Regions from separate parts of the Arachis hypogaea genome. Here region 1 is linked to region 2. The links are chromatin contacts, called in public Hi-C maps. All regions are on one chromosome and are shown on one strand. Each heading gives the region's core, a stretch centred on a gene start, on an enhancer-like site or on the middle of the called end of the contact. The rest is flanking DNA. Distances are from core to core; before and after follow the strand shown. Region 1 holds the start of LOC112727082 (small ribosomal subunit protein uS10y). Region 2 has its middle 32 kb from the start of LOC112731865.

The links. A called contact is a pair of places that touch in the nucleus more often than the background predicts.
Region 1: a contact with region 2 is called in a Hi-C map of an unstated tissue, with 2.1 times the contacts expected there. The contact joins the promoter of LOC112727082 here to the enhancer-like site in region 2. A contact is called at or near these places in 2 of 8 Hi-C or Micro-C datasets (leaf and an unstated tissue).

The regions. Positions count from the first base shown.
Region 1 is chr12:20,154,369-20,161,037 of arahy.Tifrunner.gnm2.J5K5, reverse strand. It overlaps LOC112727082 (small ribosomal subunit protein uS10y), which reads left to right and starts at 4,976. Exons shown (of 3, transcript XM_025776700.3): 1 at 4,976-5,269; 2 at 5,368-5,481; 3 at 6,208-6,669. The coding sequence starts at 5,158. The coding sequence ends at 6,350.
Region 2 is chr12:20,004,066-20,010,565 of arahy.Tifrunner.gnm2.J5K5, reverse strand. No RefSeq gene overlaps it. Among protein-coding and RNA genes, the nearest start is that of LOC112731865, 32 kb to the right of the region's middle. Within about 2 kb of position 3,240, at least 1 of the 3 cell types and tissues checked has open chromatin away from gene starts, as enhancers often do.

The DNA of each region.
Region 1 (6,669 bases), core at 3,727-6,226, 150 kb before region 2:
AATGGAGCGAAGAAGCGAATTCGAGAAGCAATTTGGGAATGGATCTTTCTCCGTGTGCGTGAGACGACTCCACATGCCTTATTTAATGAAACACATGCATGCTCATTTTTGGGCCCCAAAAAGCCAGAAAGGCCCCCAAGTATATATTTAAGGAGAAAATGCAAGGGAAAAATGAAGTAGTTTTTAAGTAGTTTTAGTTTTAGTTTTATTATCATATTTTAGTGAATTCTAGATAAAGAAGCTCCAGCTTCTCTCTAGAATTCTTAGGTTTTCTACTTTAATTCTCTTTTATTTTAGCTTTTAATGTTGTTTTAGTTTAGTTTTATTTACTTTTTCTTGTTCTACTATCTTATTTTGATAGAATTTTCTCATTAGTTTTCTTTTGTTTATGTCATTTTAGTTTATGAACCATTGTTGAATTCTCAATTTTCTATTACTGCAATTTGATGTTTTATGATTTATTCATGTTTACTTGAGTTGTTATTATTACTTTCTTGAATTGGATAGTTGTAGTTTTTATTATTCTTGCAATTTATGATACACTCTAGGTGTTTGAAAAAATGCCTACTTTAGTCATGGAGTATATTTTTGTATTCTTGGCTTGGGGTTGAGAAATTATAAAAAATGTCTACTTTAATTAAGTGTCCTTCAGTCATTGATGTCTAATCTTGATTGGTAATTTAGGGTTGTTAATTAATCTTGTTTTCGTTGACGCTAATCTTTTACTAATTCAATTAGTAAGTTGATTAGGATTATGGATTAGGATTAATTATACCTACTTGACTTTTCTTAATGATTAGCATTAGGATTAACTTTATAATTGTCATGTTTGTGGTCAATGATACGGGGGCAGTTTATATAGTGAATTACCCTGACGAATTCGAGTGTAAGGAGTAGCGTAATACCGGACTACTATTCCTCGACGCGAAGCCCGCTTCGATAGTGATCTTTGACTTATCAACCCTAGCCAAAGACTTTTAGCACTTAAATTTAATTCCTTTTACTTGTCGATTGCCTTAATCATTTTTAATTTAATTGCCTTTGATATTTAGTTATTGTTTACTTATTTAATTTTTTGTCATTTAAATTCTCGATTATTACGATCAAACCCTTTTTTCTCCCATAAGCAATAATTGAGCACTCGATTGTGATTCAGAATGGCCCGGGATTAAACTCGGTATTTGATTGAAACTTTGTGACACTTTTACTAAACTTTGAAGTGCATTGAATTTTGGTTTAGAGCTACAACGAAACTTGAACTTTAAAACTTGTGAATTTTTAAACCGGTGTTTAGCGCTCGTCAGGGAGCAGGGAGGCATTACCCGCCCCGTTCTGCCCCGTTGCTATCCCTACATTCAAGAAGCGAGTCATCTTTGGTAACTCGTATGATAAATGGATTTGGTACGAAATGAGGTCCGTGGTAAGCAGGCCAAGATGTTAAATTTCTAAATGGTTTAAACCTAACTTTATATACCCTTCGAATATGGTCCATTTTGTAAACATCATGAACGTAGACTTGCCAATCTAGTCGCTGATTTGCACAACAAGCAAATACATGTCAACACGAAAAGCAATCTAGCTGGAATTCACCACAATCACAGTGTTGTCGACGTAAGTCAACTGCATACTCCAATCTACTAGGCATCTCACGCACTTCAAATATGTCATTCTGCCTGTCAAAATAATTAATTTGGATGTTTTCCTATGCACACTTATTTGCATGTAATTTGGAGGTCATAAGCTATGAAAAAACATGTCCAGCACTAATGCAAGACTCAGCCTTGACTCTTTTCGTAGTGAACAACTTGTTAAGCCAGTAATATGTTGCCTTGATAAGTGTAGTGATTGATAAATTACGCGCCCTTTCAAGACCGAATTGATGCACTCGACTAGATTCGTAGTCATATGACTATCAGTATCAACCATCAAATGCCAAAGCATATTGTTCATGTGGATCCAGTCCAACCAGTTAATGTAAGCCTCACATCATTCGTGTAAATGCTGATAACGCATCTCGTACTCGCGAACTGTCCTTGGATATCCACCGATAAAAAAAAGTACAATTACCAAGCATTAATGACATTCATAATAATGGTAACTGTAACAATAACAAACTTCAATATATTCAAAAATACATATGTTGATGATAAGCTTCTGCAAGTACGGTGCCTTGAACTTCCTCAAGAAGTTGGACTCTATATGCATGATGCAAAATATGTGAAAAGCTCTAGGAGACAATCAAGTTCCATTACTACGAGTAATAGTTGAACTAACGGAGTCATGTCGATCAGAGATAATGCCCACACTATCCCATGTCACCATATATTGTCGCAAGTTACTCAAAAAAAAGTGTCACGCATCAGAAGTCTCTCCCGCTACTATCGCAAATGCAATATGCACAATATCATTGTTACCGTCTTGTGAAATTACAACCAACAGACAACTCTTGTATTTTCCATATAAATAAGTCCCACTACCTGTACTAATAGTTTGCAATTTTTAAATACTCTAATGTAAGGGTAATAACTCCAGAACACTCGATGTAATACCCAGATATCAAGAACCAAGTCATCTCCTGGTACGCACGCATGTTTCAAAATGGATGGCTGATGATGGCTCCTTGTGACACGGCCTCAAACTATATGAGCAAAACTTCAAACGAAGCTTTCCAACCTCCAAAAAAATTTTTCACTGTCTGTCGCTTTGCTAACCATGCTTTGTGATAACTTATGGTGTAATTAAACTATGATTATACTTCTACAATGACTGATTTCACCTTTATAGAGGGGTCAACCTCTACCAACGATTTTATTGCTTCTACAATTATGTTGGAATTCAATTTCGAATAGTCCTAAAAAATAGTGGCTCTAGTACAAGTGTGACTACCATTATATCTCCTAATATTCCAATAGTACTTCCTGTGCATCTGGCTAACCTTAATCAGCCAATCAAAATTTGTGCCGTATTATGTGTATTTGGCATAAAATGTCATTGGTTTTGACTCATATACCCGATAATCAACACCTCTGTGTATGGTATAATCTTTCATCGTCGTAATGACAACCTTCCTGAAACTGAATTCCATTTCCATGGCGAACCAAAGAAAGAGGCTCTACCACAATAACACCACGACATATATATTTAATAAAAAACTATTAAATATATTTTTTAAAATTAAAATCTATCTATAAATTATAAATTTGAATTTATATTTCTAATATCAATTAACAATTATACATTATAAATAAATATTTAATAAACTGATGTAAATATAAATATATATTTAATATATTAACATAAATATAAATATATATTTATTTTTAATTTATTTTATATATATATATATATAAAATAAATTAAAAATAAATATATATTTATCCTTAATAAAGTAATTATCTAAACTTTAAGTAAAAAGTTATCTAAACCTAGCGAGGTGATTAGCCTATACTTTAATTAAATGAATAACTAATCAAATATTATTTAATAAATTATATTTTACAAATCACATACATTTTAAATCGATCTACAATATATATAATGACAATTTTTTTTCTTATATTACTTTAAATTAATTGAATCTATAATATTAATCTATCATACAAATATCTTTATACATAACTGCACTCATATATTCAAAAAATTTTGGTACATCCATGTTTTCTAAATCCAATGTGCGCATAAAAGATGACTCCTTAAATGAATGCTGGTTTGTTAGGGCATTTGTCACTTTCGTCACATCTATCTTCATAGTGCCGTTAGCTTGATCTTCGTCTTCACCCAGATCATTGACTTTGTAGTTGCTTTCAAACTTCTCCTCAATATTGCTATTGTAATTTTCTCATTCAATATTTCAGTCAGCTTCAGATTGTTTAAACTTAATATACAGCTTGATGAACGACATCTGAGAGCGAGTTTCAATGTACATTGAAAACATCTCTTACATATTCGCTTCATCGGTTACATATTTAGTTTGAAATTGAACGAACCCACAAAATATTGATATATGATACTTGTATAAAATACATAACACTCTCCTTGATATTTCAGAATCTATATTCTCACAAATAACATTTTTTAGTTCTTTAAACGAGAGTGTAAATGGAATAACAATACCTAATAGATTTTTACATATAAATTTCACTCTTTTAAATGTTTGTAACAAAATCTGATCATAATAATATACTCTTAACATAATTCTATCATTTTTTTTATTTACATTTAAAATATTCAACCTCACTATTATTTTTTCGATAAAAAAAGAGAGCAGAAAGAGAGTTTTTTGAGCTGTTTGACAGAAAAAAAATAAAATTCTGTCAATTAAAATAAGAAAGACGTGTAAAATATATATAACCGAACAATAAAAAATGGTCCGATTTAGTTATTAACATTTCAAGTTTTTTTAATTATATAAATTAAATAGTTTAATTTATATTCCTTCAAAATAAAATGTCCGATTTAATCTTCTAAAATTTTAAAAATTCCCTGCATCAAACAAATCGGATAGTTCAATTTATTTTTATCTTTTGTAATAAAAAAATCGAATGGTCGATTTTCCTCTCCGTTAATTTAAAAAGAAGAGCTTACTCTTCATGCATTCTGCATCAAAAGCAATCACAGGTTTTATTTGCTCTTTGATAATTATTATATTTTACAAGTTCACTTCACTTATTTTTCTATAATAATAATAATATATTATTATTAGTATTATAAAATCGGATAAAAAAAGGGTGAATTTTATCCGACATTTTTTAAGAAAATTAGTTAAAACATAAAACCTACTAACAAAATTAATTTTTTATAATAAATTATATTTAACAGAAAAATATATTATAGAAAATTGGAAAAACATAAAAACTAGTAATATTAACATAATAAAATAGATTTTATAAAAAATAAAAATATTATTTTTTATATCCAATTTAATTTCAATTGAATTTTTAAATATTTAAATCTTTAATTTTCTCAGGCCAATAACGGGTTTGCTTTCAATTTTTCAAAACCTTGGGTCTATCTGATTGATTTATTTAATTTTGCTTGGGTTGTCTATAAATACGTGAACGAGAGTAAACCCTAACCCTAACCCCCAATAAGGTTTCTACATTAGCACTACGCCGCAGCACAACTCTCTCCTTCGCGAGCTCTTGTTCTTCCGCGGCAATGGCGTACGCAGCTATGAAACCTACGAAAACCGGTTTGGAGGAGTCACAAGAACAGATCCACAAGATCAGGATCACTCTTTCCTCCAAGCACGTCAAAAATCTCGAGAAAGGTGCATAACAACTCAATTTCTTCCATGAAAATTAAAAAGGTGAATTCGTTGTTGCACTGGCTAATAGCTTTTGGATCTGTTCGCGTTTGTTTTTGCAGTTTGTTCTGACTTGGTTCGTGGTGCGAAGGACAAGCGCCTCAGGGTGAAGGGACCTGTGAGGATGCCAACTAAGGTTCTTCACATCACTACCAGGAAATCCCCCTGTGGTGAAGGTACTTCAATTGTGTTTTGATCCTTCTATTTGATTGGAATTCTGAGTTTCAGTTTCTTTATATAAAGTTTGGTTATAATATACTGTGGTGTTGTACATTGAAGATCTCTGATTTAGTCTTCTCGGATTATTAGTTATAGGATGGAAATTGGTTTTTAAATTTTTATTTTGAGTTGATTTTGATAGAGATTTTTCTGTGTTAACGGAGAAATTGGAATAATTTCCACTCTTTGAAGGAGAATTAGCAAATAGTCAAATACAGATTCTATGTTTTTTTATACGGATGTCAAGTCGTCTTATACCATAGGAGTGTAGACATAGTGGACGAAGATTGATATAGTAAAAAAAGTGAGAATCTAATTACACTGAATTTACAACTTCCATCATGTGCAAGCCTACTACTATCCAAGGTGATTAGAGTCCGTTCTCATTTTGTCGACTCCCATATTTAGAGCAGTCTGATCAACGCAAAATGATGTGTTTTGTGGTCTCCGTCTAGGAGAACACCGGCTATGGAAGTGTGTTCTCATTTTATCGACTCCCTTACCTTAGAGGAGTTTGATCAATGCGAAATGTTCTGTTTTGTGATCTGTCTCGGAGGACACCAGCTATGGAAGTATTTACTGTATTGTAGTAGTGTGGGCTGACTTAAGTGTTTGAATTAACTTTGTTGTTATATTATTGTTGAAAGAGCAGTATCCATTGTTGTCCCTACCTTTGATTTCAGGTACCAACACCTGGGACAGATTCGAACTACGTGTTCACAAGAGGGTCATCGACCTCTACAGTTCCCCTGATGTTGTTAAGCAGATTACTTCAATCACAATCGAGCCTGGTGTTGAGGTTGAGGTCACAATTGCAGATGCTTGATCTCAGTTTTGAAGATTAAAGACATTAATTTTGTTGTGCTTGCTTAGTTATTTATCTTTTTTCTTTAGTTCTTATGGTTTTTGGACATCGGTGAATGAAAAAGTTAAACATCATGCTTCATATGGTTTAGGGTTACATACATGTTGAGTATTTGCTTTCATGTCATAGCATATTGTACTCGTACTTAATCCCCCTTTTTGTTCTTCTACAACAAATTTTTAAGTCTTACTCTTGCAAAAGAAAATGTAATTTATACTCATGAAAGATTTAGGTCTGACAGAATGCACCATTTTGTTGGACACCGTAAATTTATGAGGAC
Region 2 (6,500 bases), core at 1,991-4,490:
AACGATAAACTAATGACTCTGGCCACTTATATGAAGAACAATCCACCTCAAATCATGGGGGCTACCATGGCGACAAAACCCAATGATTGGTTTCAAGATATAGAAAAGTCATTACAAGCTCAACATATTGCTGAACAACAGTATGTGGAGTTTGCGACTTATATATTAAGAGAGGATGCTCAATATTGATGACAAGAGGTATAACACCTAGTACAAGAAAAGCATAGTGAGATTACTTGAGTTGATTTTAGACGAGATTTTCATAAGAAGTATTTTTCTCAGTTGGTTAGCACTACAAAAGAGTTGGAACTGATGCAACTTAAAAAAAATGCTGATAACAGAATATATACCCAAATTTATAGATGTGTGCCATTTCTCCAAGATATATAAAGGAGCTCTAAAAAATTTCAAGGAATAGAAGTGCATTAAGTATAAAGGAGATTTCGAGAGGAGATTCTCAACTTGGTCGGTATGATGAAAATAAAGATCTTTGCAGAGTTAGTGAATAAGAGTCAATTAGCAAACGAGTGCTTAAGGAAGTGGACAATTATACAAATAAACCGTATGGAACCCAAAAAAAAAAAAATTTCAATAAGATCTTTGCACCTGAGGTAGTAACTTTAAGACTATAGATTGACTATAGTATTGATCCCAATAAGGTACTAATATCTCCATTTGGTCAAATAGTAACGTCACTGGTAACCAAAACCAAAATCAAGGGATACAACCTTAGTAGAGTCGAGCACATTCTGCATGCTCAAAGTGTGAAAAATATAACGGCAATAAACCATGTAGGTACAATTCGAATGCATGTTATTATTATGGCGAGAAAGGGTATATTGCAAGGGACCGTTAGAAAAAAGTTCATCCGGATTTCTTTAGACTCAAACACTAAAAAAATGTTTTTATCATTACTACTGATGATGCTATCAAATTCGACTCCCTCATTTAAGGTAAGTGCCGCATCAAGGATAAAACTTTAATTGTGCTATATGACTCAAGAGCTTCGTATTCTTCTATATCTGTAGAATATGCACGTATGTAGGAATTGAATTCTTTTGAGTTGAATTATGATTCTTTTCTCCTAAATTTTCATAATTTAAAATTTTTTTCTTAACAAATTTAAAATAAGCAAAACTTCAATTAAATAAATTAATCCAAAGTTATCCTTCCTCTTATCCAACAGTCCTTGATGAATATCATTTATATTTATGCTCTATCCTTCTCTTTTCATGGATTAATTGCTTAATTTTCTTTCTTTAGAATTTGTCCCATTTTTACAACAAAAAAAAAAAAAATTTTTTTATTAGTAATTACAGTTCTCAAGTCTCAACCACTACACTGTGGAAAAAAGACACTGTTTTAGTAAAATAAATAATGTTAAGACCAAGATACACTATAAAATTTCTCAGTCTTAGACATCTCAAACCAAATCAGTTATCTTCCTTTAGAATTATCATCAAGGAGCACCTAATTTGGATGTAAACAAAAAAAGACTCAACTAACAAAAGTATATATAAAATAATTTTAAAGACTAATTAGTACTAAGTAATTCTATTAACAGTTTGATCATTTACAATTTTTACTCAATTGTTGAAGTAGTTATACTTTTTTTTGTGGCATATTAAACATTAACGCAACAGAGTTGGTAGAGCAAATTCTTCAGACTATTCCTTTCAAAATTTAAACTCTAATATAGTTATCTCCTTTCCTTTTGTCCAGCTCACCAAACACATATCATTGAATTTTAAGATAACATGATCCAATAATGCATTGTATTCTTTCAACAAGAATTAGATAACAATTTTAACACCTTACACTAAAGTTTTTATTCTTGAACCTGCATTTAGAAACTTACGTAATAGCACAACTAGTTTATTTTTATCATGTAATAAGTATTCACCAACTATAATATATTATTTGAGATTATATATTCAACACAAATTTACTAAGATATTTTGTAATTCACCAACAAAAAACAATAAGATAAGCATGATTTAGTTAAGAATTGGTTCAAATGTATGTAGGCTTTTTGTCACTTTTGATAGCTTCTCTTTTATGTCCCAAGTATTCTTTGAGGACAATTCTAATTTTCAATAGAAGATCCAAAACAAGCATAATTAATTTGTTTGTTATTCTTATTAGATTTAGGCTCAATTATATATCGCATAAAAATAGTATAATTATATACATAAAAATTAAATATAAATTTTAAAAGATAAATTAAAAAAATAATGTTTATTTTTAAGTGTTTTTGTAACTAAATTTAATTAATTTGGTGTAAGATTCAGTAAAAAGACATGTACATACATCATTACTCTTTATTTTTTGAGTTTTCTACAGCAAATAAATTTTTGTTAGAGAGCACAAAAATTTATTGATATATCACACAAATTTTTGAAATATAGCACAAAAAATTTTGCACATAATACAAACTTAAAAATATAACATACAAATTTTTTTTACGAATGTATTTTGTTAGTTTGATGAGTTAATATTCTAAGTATGTCTATAGTCTTTAAAAAATTTCTATACTTTATATCAAAATTTTAAGCTATGCACAAATATTTTTTTATTGTACATCAAAATTTATGTGTTCTGCGTATTTCATTAGTAAAGTATACAAATTTTTGCTACAAATGTCTTTTGTTATTAGTTGGGTGAATTAATATTTTGGGTATATAGTCTTCCAAAAATTTATGTCGTACACCAAAATGTGTTGTGCTATTTCATTGGTATAGTATATAAATTTTTGTACATAACACATAATTTTTTACTGCAAATATATTTTATTAGTTGGGTGAGTCAATGTTTGAATTTTTCAAAATTTTTTATGTTATTTACCAAAATTTATGTGCTAAGCGAATTTTATTGGTTGAAAAAAGAAGAAGATGAAGACAACAAGAATAATAATAATGATAATAATAGAGGATCAAGAGTAAAAAAAAGAAGAGAAAAAAATTAAACAATAATAATATTAAAGAAGTGAAAGAGGAGAAGACAGTGGTAATAATAATAACAACAAAAAAAATGCATAAAAAAATACGATGACGACGATAATAAAAAAAAAATATGTCTCTGAAAAAAAAAGAACGCAAAAATTTAATTAAAACCTGAGTTTAAAAAATGTTTAGACGTCTAGCATCTCTGAAATAAAAGACTGATGTCATATCCCCACAAAGATTAAAAATATATTATTTCAATAATCAATCATTAAATAATCTATTAAACAAACCTTTTAGGTGAAAGTGATGCCTAGCTATATATATGTTAGTTTATTCCAAACTGTAGGGAAAATGAACGACCGTCTAAGTTATTTAACCAAGCAACAGTGATAGTTTATTAATATATGTATCTTATTGTTCAGTTTTTCTTAATCAATTAATTAATATCTGCATTCTGCAATTAAATGATGATTGATCTGTATCTTGCCGACTTGTATTGTACTCTGTACAATTGTAAATAAGTGAGAGAATTTAAAAATCATGACGTAGATATTAATTTGGCACCAACAAAATTCACATTAAATAAAAAATTTATGTTAAATAAAAATTATATCATAATTTAAGGATAATAGATAGAGAATTATCACAAGTACGATATCACAAAAAAAAAAAAATACTTAAAAAAATAGTTAAAAAACTTACTATGAATATACCTAAATGACACAGTACATGAAGGTATTTAAGTCTATTATGACTGTTTAATCAGTTTATTGGATATTATTATTTTACTATCTTAAAATATTTTAATTAAAGACTGGTTCAAATATAAAAATTAAAATCTTCACCTAATAATTGAATATAGAATATTTTGTTTTTATTATTTTGAAAAGAAAATATGGAAACTTTCCAACTCATGGAATTTGTTTCACTGAGCTTTTGACAAATTTTAAAAAATGATTCTTTTTGTATTTTTTTCCCCTATACTTTGCAAGTCATGAAAAACAATATGCATTTTCTTCTACGATATATGCGAACAGACTAGCCTATATTCCTGTAAATTACTTTAACTAGCTATTTTGGTAAATTATACCAACTAATTTAAAAATTAATTTCTGCGTGCACACACGTATATTTTTTACAACGGAAGATAAATTTATTTATGAAAAAATATTTTGACAAATGTAATAGTTAGCTGACATTTAATAATTGAAAACGTTAACATTTAATAGTTGAAAAAAATTATTTGCCAAGTAAATATACAAAATAACACTTTTATATTGTTCAAGTGATTTTAAGTGAAGACTATTTATAAAGAAAAAACAACCAAAATAGCACTTAGATATTGTAAGAAAAAATTAAAAAGCAAAAAAAAAAGTGAAAATTTTCTGATGTTAAAAGAAAATCTATAACTATCATATTCTCCCAACTTCAAACAGAATATTCTAATGACTATTCCTTGTCATTGTCCTGCAGCAGTGCCAATTACAACGGTTCCTTATTTGCCTGGGATTGTTATGGTATTTAATTGGTATAAGTCAAGTTCAAATTGTGGTATTGAAAAGAAAATATATATATTTTTTGCAGCATGTACTTTGTCAAGTAATGTTTTTTATAGAGCAGTATAGGAGTCTGACAAGCGGCACTTTGCTAGCATTTGCATGCAGGTTGCATGAGGTAATGCCTTAGATTTTCTTATTCTTTGTGATTAAACTAGAATGATTAAAAAAACCTAAAGATAAAGGAGGCAAAATTGTGTATTTCAAAGTATAGATATTTAAATGAAAAACTTTGGTTGAACATATGCCAATGGGCTGATGTAAAACATAAGCCAGCTAAAAATAAAAGAACAATTTTATAGTATCTATAAATTTTGTATCTAAATTCTTTAAATATAAATATTAAAAAACAGGACTTACTCTTTTATAAATTAAAGTTTAAATATATATACATTTTGTAAGCATTGTAAAACATACCAAAATAAAATTATAGTATAATAATTAAAGAAATTTTCATTGTGCTAATAAAAATCAAGATCGTACTTTATAATTTGGATATCATATTTTTGACGGTTTATTATTTTATATTGTTATTTATTTTATTGCAGATATTGCTGATATTAAACACTCCAAAATAATAAGAACTGAGAATGTGATTTTTTAGTATTTTGACCGATGACTTTGTTTTTGATTAAGAAAAAAATTTTAATCTCTGCATGTCTTAAAAAAGTTTTAACTTTTAAATTATGTTTAAAAAAGTTTAAAATATTATTATTAAATTAAAAAATATTAGACATTCAAATATTTTTTAAATTAATTTTTTTAATTGTGTCTTTCTGCGTTCCTTTTTTTTTTACACAGATATACACTTTTTCTTTCTCTTTTTTATTTTTTTTTCTTCTTTCTTTGTTATCGTCGTCGTCACCATCTTTTTCTATTTTTACGGGCTTTTTTCTTCAATATCCTTCTCCTCCTCTTGTTGATATTATTGTTGTTTATTTTTTTCTCTTTTCTTTCCGCGATCCTTTTTTATTATCATCCTTGGGGGTGTTCAAAACCGATCCGGACCGAACAAAATTAATCAACCGAATCAAAAAAATCGAGAACCGAATAAACCGAAAATCGAAAAAACCGAAAAATTTATGTTTTGCTGTTTTTTATGCGATTCGGTTCGGATTTCGATTCTGATACTAAAAACCCTAACCGAACCAAACCGAATCGGTAACTAAAGAAACCCTAAAAAACCCTTCAGTTAACCCAACCCATTAGGCAGCCCATTACCCCACGGCCCATCTTCCCACCCCCATTAGAAAACCTAGCTTCCCCATTATCCTACCCCCACGTCCCCACGCAGCCAAAACTCTCAAAGAAGTCCCATTACCCTAACCCTCCCAGCAGCACCTCCCAGCCCCGCCGAACAGTGTCTCCCAGCCCCTCCCAGCAGCCCTTCTTAGCCCCTAACTCTTCTCGCCCCTTTGCCTCCAATCCTCTCAACTCTCAGCGCCTTTTGCTCTCCCTCTCCCTTCCTCGTCCTCCCTCTGCTCCGCGCCTCCGTCATTGCTGCCGACCTGCCTTTGGACAGCACCAAGAATGGAGCCTAAGTCAGGCTGGTTCTTCTACTTCCTCCCCATCGGTGGCTGCAAGCAGTGGTTTCAATTTTCTCCTTCTCATTTATCTTTGTTCTGTTGTTGCTTTCTAAACTCATTACATCTTCCATTTATTTTTTCGTGGTTCTTTTTTTTTTCAATAAAATTTGGCATTGGTTGATCCAGGTTTAACTGTCTGATTTTGAGAATTTGTTGCATAGCGTATAGCCTAACTGTTTCCTTTCTAACTTCGATGCTTAGTTTGCTTTCGATTCTTTTCTTGTTGATGTTTGCATATGATTTCTTATAACTCTAAGATAATTTTGGTAATTTTTGGTTAATATCTATTTATTTGTTTTAGAGTTGGTCCAATGGAGGATAGCCAGAAAATTGAGGAGCAGGTGCAGGAAGAAGTGATTTCAGACAATGGAACTGAAAAGAAGCAGGAAACTCGTGATGAGATGCTTTCGCAG